Linked DNA regions of Salvelinus alpinus: region 1 is linked to region 2. The links are chromatin contacts, called in public Hi-C maps. All regions are on one chromosome and are shown on one strand. Each heading gives the region's core, a stretch centred on a gene start, on an enhancer-like site or on the middle of the called end of the contact. The rest is flanking DNA. Distances are from core to core; before and after follow the strand shown. Region 1 holds the start of e2f7 (E2F transcription factor 7). Region 2 holds the start of LOC139533737 (fish-egg lectin-like).

The links. Hi-C and Micro-C count contacts between places; a contact is called where the count stands out from the background.
Region 1: a contact with region 2 is called in a Hi-C map of muscle, with 2.8 times the contacts expected there. The contact joins the promoter of e2f7 here to the promoter of LOC139533737 in region 2. A contact is called at or near these places in 2 of 3 Hi-C or Micro-C datasets (liver and muscle).

The regions. Positions count from the first base shown.
Region 1 is chr11:21,663,580-21,666,373 of SLU_Salpinus.1, forward strand. It overlaps e2f7 (E2F transcription factor 7), which reads left to right and starts at 1,284. Exons shown (of 13, transcript XM_071332061.1): 1 at 1,284-1,472; 2 at 2,162-2,254. The coding sequence starts at 2,162.
Region 2 is chr11:21,516,243-21,519,344 of SLU_Salpinus.1, forward strand. LOC139533737 (fish-egg lectin-like) reads right to left here and starts at 1,850. Exons shown (of 5, transcript XM_071332054.1): 1 at 1,705-1,850; 2 at 1,356-1,589; 3 at 961-1,178; 4 at 711-829; 5 at 1-103. The coding sequence starts at 1,759.

The DNA of each region.
Region 1 (2,794 bases), core at 34-2,533, 150 kb after region 2:
TCTCCCTAAGTAAACTTCATATAATAAGATGCAAGTAATGATAACTTCACAGAGGACATTGAATACGATGCTTCACAACAAAGTAATCCTACGGTTTTTATTTTAAACAAAAGGCAATGTCACAACACTGCCTTGGTAAGACAGACAGACACACTTGTGATTACTAAGCAGAATGGGCTATCTACTGTAATGGATCCAGTTACATAGCCTACGATCAGCTCTTTGAGTGACAAATAGAGCTTCTCAGAGAGAGAACAACAGGTTTCAAATCCACATTGTTGTTGAAAGTATGTTGCCATCCACCCTGTTCATGCAGAGAATGCAACATTGCACATTTTACATATTAGTCCTTCAGCAGACACTCTTGTCCAGAGTGACTTACAGTTAGTGCATTCATCTTAAGATAGCTAGGTGGGACAACCACATATCACAGTCATAGTAAGTACACTTTCCCTCAGTAAAGTAGCTATAAGCAAAGCCAGAGCTAGAAGGGGGGGGTTCAAGAGCAAGTGTTGCTTCAGGAAAGTTTTTTTGGGGGGTGAGGTTTAGGAGGGGGATTATTTAAAATACTCTTTGAAGAGGCGGGGTTTCAGGTGCTTTGGGAAGATGCTATCTCTCTGAAAACAGAGATATAGCATAGGCAACCAGGACCAATCAATAGCCAATTGTTCTCCATTCCTAATTTTGCACTGTTTACATTTACAATACAATAATTGCTAATACATTAAATATGCAATCCCATGTATCTGAAAAACATTCTGTTTTTTTTGTGCAAATAAATCAATAATATGAATTATATATTATTTTTATAAACCTACATTTTTCAAAGTAAACCGTCTTGAAATATTGGGCGGGGATTATGTGATAACCCGGACAACTCGAGGGACTGGGAAAGCCTGAGGGCGGGACCCTGGGTATTGGGCTACTCAGTTTACAACTTTTCGCGCGGTGTCACAGGTAGAATGAGCGCCACCCACTCCTGTCCCATCTGTTTCCCTGAGCCACGCAAGCTAATTAGAGGGAACCGCAGTGGGTCCGTAGTCGATACATGCAACAACAACGCCTCTGTGATTAAGGTTATTAATAGGGTTTCTAAGTGCGCGGCTATGCCACTCAAACACCATGAACAGCAGCAGTCAAACTGAACAGCATGACTCCCAGTCAAGTCCGCGCGGACTGCCCCGCCAAGAAATCTTTAGAGGCGTGGTTGTTGCCCCTTGCCTATTGGATAAATCAATTGTACGCGTCACAACATCTAGATGCTGATTGGCTCGACTGAGTGAAACACATGAGCGCCAGAAAAAAATGCTTTAGCGGGTGTTTTTGGTTGTAGCTATTCCTGTTGAGTAATGCAATTCCAACACAAGTAACTTTAGCGGGACAGGAGAAACTTTACAGCTGGATATTAGAAGAAAGCCCGCTTATTTAAGAAATGAAAGTTATGTTGATTTGAGTTAAACAACGTACCACCAGTAAGTCTGTGCAATTAGAGATACTGTACGTTGGTATTGACAACTTTATCTTCTTACGTTACGTAGGAAACGCTGAAGAAGGTGAGTAAATAATAATCACTAACGTTAGCTAGCCTAGCTACAGTAAGTTAGATGACAGCCAGCAGGTAAATAATGTAGTTAGGTATGTATGTATTAAGTAAATAGACATGTTTTATTTATTGATTAACAGTATATATACTTTTTGTCTTGCAACCTGGTAGCTTTTAGCTAGCTAAGTGTCACGTTGAATGGATCAGTATTAATACTCAATTTGCCCCAAGAAAATACTTCCCAAGATTGCATCATTTTTTTGGTAAAGTGTTTCCATTGTGTACTATAGCTACAATTTAGCTATTTATTGTGTATTCGTCTTGCCATCAGGACTTTTACAGTAGCAGTATTCAGTACTGAACGTGTCAGAATTAGATGTGATAGTAGATAGCTAGCTTGTTAGCTAGCTAGAGTCATCAGCTAACGTTAGGTGGGCTAAGGTCTTTGCGCCAAAATCTTCTGACCACTGATATCTTATGGCCCTGTAATAGATCGATCTATTTGCTGCATTTGGCTATAGCAAAGTAGTGACTGAAATATGACTGTATGAAACTAAATAATGACCTTTCTGCACAGTTCAGAGACAAATTAATATGATATGGCTAATTGTTTTTCAGATGGAAGTTGAATGTCTAGCTTTGAGAGATCTCATCAGTCCAAAGAAGAGCAAAGCAGACATGGAGGAAGTTGGAGGCAGAAATGATCAGAAGGTATGTTTTGATTCCAAGTCAAATGAACCCTTCAATTCCTTTATTATTATTTATTATGAATCCTTATTGAAGAGACACTCAGAAACCATCTTCAGAGTCAATTCCTCTTTTCGTGAATTTGTAGCACCGTTATATGACATGCCTGGAGAGTCTTGAAATAAGATTCTTTCTCACATGAACAAAATCAATCAATCAAATAGATTTATAAAGCCCTTTTTTTTTTTTTTTTTACATCAGCTGATATCTCAGTGCTGTACAGAAACCCAGCCTAAAACCCCAAACAGCAAGCAATGCAGATGTGGAAGCACGGTGGCTAGGAAAAACTCTAAGCCAGAACCTAGGAAGAAACCTAGAGAGGAACCAGGCTCTGAGGGGTGGCCAGTCCTCTTCTGGCTGTGTCGGGTGGAGATTATAACAGAACATGGCCAAGATGTCCAAATGTTCATAGATGACCAGCAGGGTCAGATGATAATAATAATCACAGTGGTTGTAGAGGGTGCAACAGGTCAGCACCTCAGGAGTAAATGTCAGTTGGCTTTT
Region 2 (3,102 bases), core at 600-3,099:
GACCCAAAGACGGCCCAGGTCGTAGGTCACGTGGCCCATGCGCATACACATTGGGATATTGCTCCATCCGGTGCCCTCTGGTTTACTGGCTGTGATGCCGTCTCTGTGTTGAAGAAAGGGGTGGGGTTCATGTTTTAAAGATTATCCATCTTTTTAAGTACATCCATTTTTGGACTTTAATAATTGATTATAGCCATTGATTTTTAAGAATATAACTTCTGCCTCTTGAGCTTTATTCAACCACGTCAGAAGACAAAATGTAAGTTTTTACTCAATTGTTTGTAAACAATGTTATTGTAAACAAACAATGTATAGCTTTAAAAAACATGTTACATTTTTTTTTTTACAAATAATTGATGTGTCTTTGCATCCGTAGCTCCATGTATGGATTTGAGAGTGGTTACATGTCTCTAACTACATTCCTCAGCTGTTTACCAAAACAAGTGGTGGGGTGTCTGGGAAGTTGTTGTTTCTATCACAAACTGTAGCTTTACAAGACATCCCACTTTTACATATTTTATCATACAATGTCTATACATTTCTTTATAAGTCCTATAAGTTTAGATCTGATTATATTTGACTGATTTTATTTATGTATCTACAGTATTTTAGTTGTTGTGTAAAGAGCTTCACAAAGCATGTACAGTAAGGATAAGAATTATAATTAAAGGTATACCATTATTATACACATAGTTCAGTAGCATCCTTACCTGGTAAAAACATCACCCGCAGAGTTGACCCCAAAGACACTACCATCAGTTGCCACCTCAATCATGGAAAGCTTGCCATCAATGTGACTCCACCCGTTGTTTTGGCAGTCTTGATTCAGCTGGAAAAACAGATTCAATCAGGGTTTTAGGACCATTTGAACAGTTATAATATGAAACAGTTTTGGAATAACTGACACTCTCCATCCTCTACTACTCTGCTCCAGCTCTCACACTCTTTCCCAGATCTTACACTCATTAAGAAGATATCATCATTCTTGTTGACTGCCCAGCACCCAAAGGGTCCACAACTGTAGTACTTCACAGCTCCTGGCAATCCTGTCCATGGAAGGGGTGAGCCTGGACCCTTGTAGCCAACTGTGGCACTACGTGTCAGACAGAATGGAGTATCGTCCATGTTAGCCCCCACAATAAACTGTGCACCTCCAGCATCCAACTGTTTCAGAAGGCCTGAAGACCACAAAGACAGACAGACGGACGGACAAGCAAACAAGGAGCACATATCTGTGAGTACTGCCAAATGACCTACAAGTTACAATTTAAAAAAAAATCAACAGCCTGATGATATCAGGAAAGCTAAAAAGAAGGTGTCGTCTGGATAAATATTGAGTAATGCTTTCCACTTACCGGCAGCTTGCACCCAGTTACCGGCCACATACTTGTAGATTGAGTCTGCCTTGTTGACACCCCAGATCCCTGCTGGTCCTACAGTGATATGCTTCAGAGAACCAGGCAGGCGGATCCATTTATCACCTACCAGGTAGTAGGGGATTTGACTTGTGTCCGTAGCAACCACTTGCCCCAGTCCTGCATCGATCTGCATCAGATTCTTGATGTTTACTACCTCCTGACAGTCCCATGCTATGGAGACAAACACATATGAGTAGAGTACACCAAGAAAAAGGAGGATGACATTATGGAGCAAACTTCATCAACTCCAAGTTGAGCAAGCATGTTTCAGATGATGGTAACTTACCATGACTGACGGCCAGGAGACAGAGGACCAGTAGGACGGCTGCAGTGACTCTCATGATGTCTCTGTAGATCTACAGTATAAGTTTGGTTGTACACCAGACTTCAATTGTCCCCTTCCAAGACTGAGCTTTTATAGCCCTGCACATACCTTTCACCAATGATGGGTTCCTGTTCCACCTGTTAAACGAAGACTTGATGGTGTCCGGTGTCCGGGAGAGAGGAAAGTTGTGTTAATGTCACCTGATGACAAAGATCATTCCTTTGTTCTTCTCATGTTTTCTGTGTTTACATTGTAATATGCATTTCCTATGTTTACATTTTGAAATACAGTGCCAATACAAAGTCCACACTCACCTTCGATTTCTTCACATTTTTTATTACCAAGTGGGATTAAAACAGATATAATAGCAATTTTTTGTCAACCATCTACACAAAATACTCTGTAGTGTCAAAGTGAAAGAAAACTGATATTCTTTTAAATTAACGCAATATAAAACACAAATGTACCTCGATTATATACGTCCCCCCCCCCCCAAGTCAATACATGGTAAAAACACCTTTGGCAGCGATTACAGTCTTCTTGGGTTAGTCTCATAAGAGCTTTGCACACCTATATTGTGCAATATTTGCCCATTTCTCTTTTAAAATCTTCTTCAAGCTATACTCTATATACAAAGTATGTGGACACAACTACAAATTTGTGAATTCAGCTATTTCAGCAACTACCGTTGCTGACAGGTGTCTAAAATCAAGCCAACAGCCATGCAATCTACATAAACAAACATTGGCCTTACTGAAGAGGGTCAACCCTGCTAGAGCTGCCCCGGTCAACTATAAGTGCTGTTATTGTGAAGTGGAAACACCTAGAAGCATCAACGGCTCAGCCGCGATGTGGTAGGCCAAACAAGCTCACAGAACTGGACTGCCAACTGCTGAAGTGTGTAGCGGGTAAAAATAGTCTGTCCTCGGTTGCAACACTCACTTCTGAGTTCCAAACTGCCTCTGAAAGCAATGTCATCACAAGAACTGTTCGTTGGGATCTTCATGAAATGGGTTCCATAGCCGACCAGCCGTACACAAGCCTAAGATCACTATGCGTAATGCCAATCGTCAGCTGGAGTGGTGTAAATTTCGCCGCCATTGGACTCTGGAGCAGTGGAAACGCCTTCTCTTGAGTGATGAATCCCGCTTCACCATCTCAAATAAAATAAAATAAAATTGTGTTTGTCACATCCGCCGAATACAACAGGTGTAGACCTTACAGTGAAATGCTGTGTATCGGAGGCGAAGTCAGGTGCAGGAGAGCAGAGTGTAGTTAACAGGCACACTTTTTATTTCGGTCAAGCAGTGAAATGCTTACTTACAAGCCCTTAACCAACAATGCAGTTGAAATAAATAA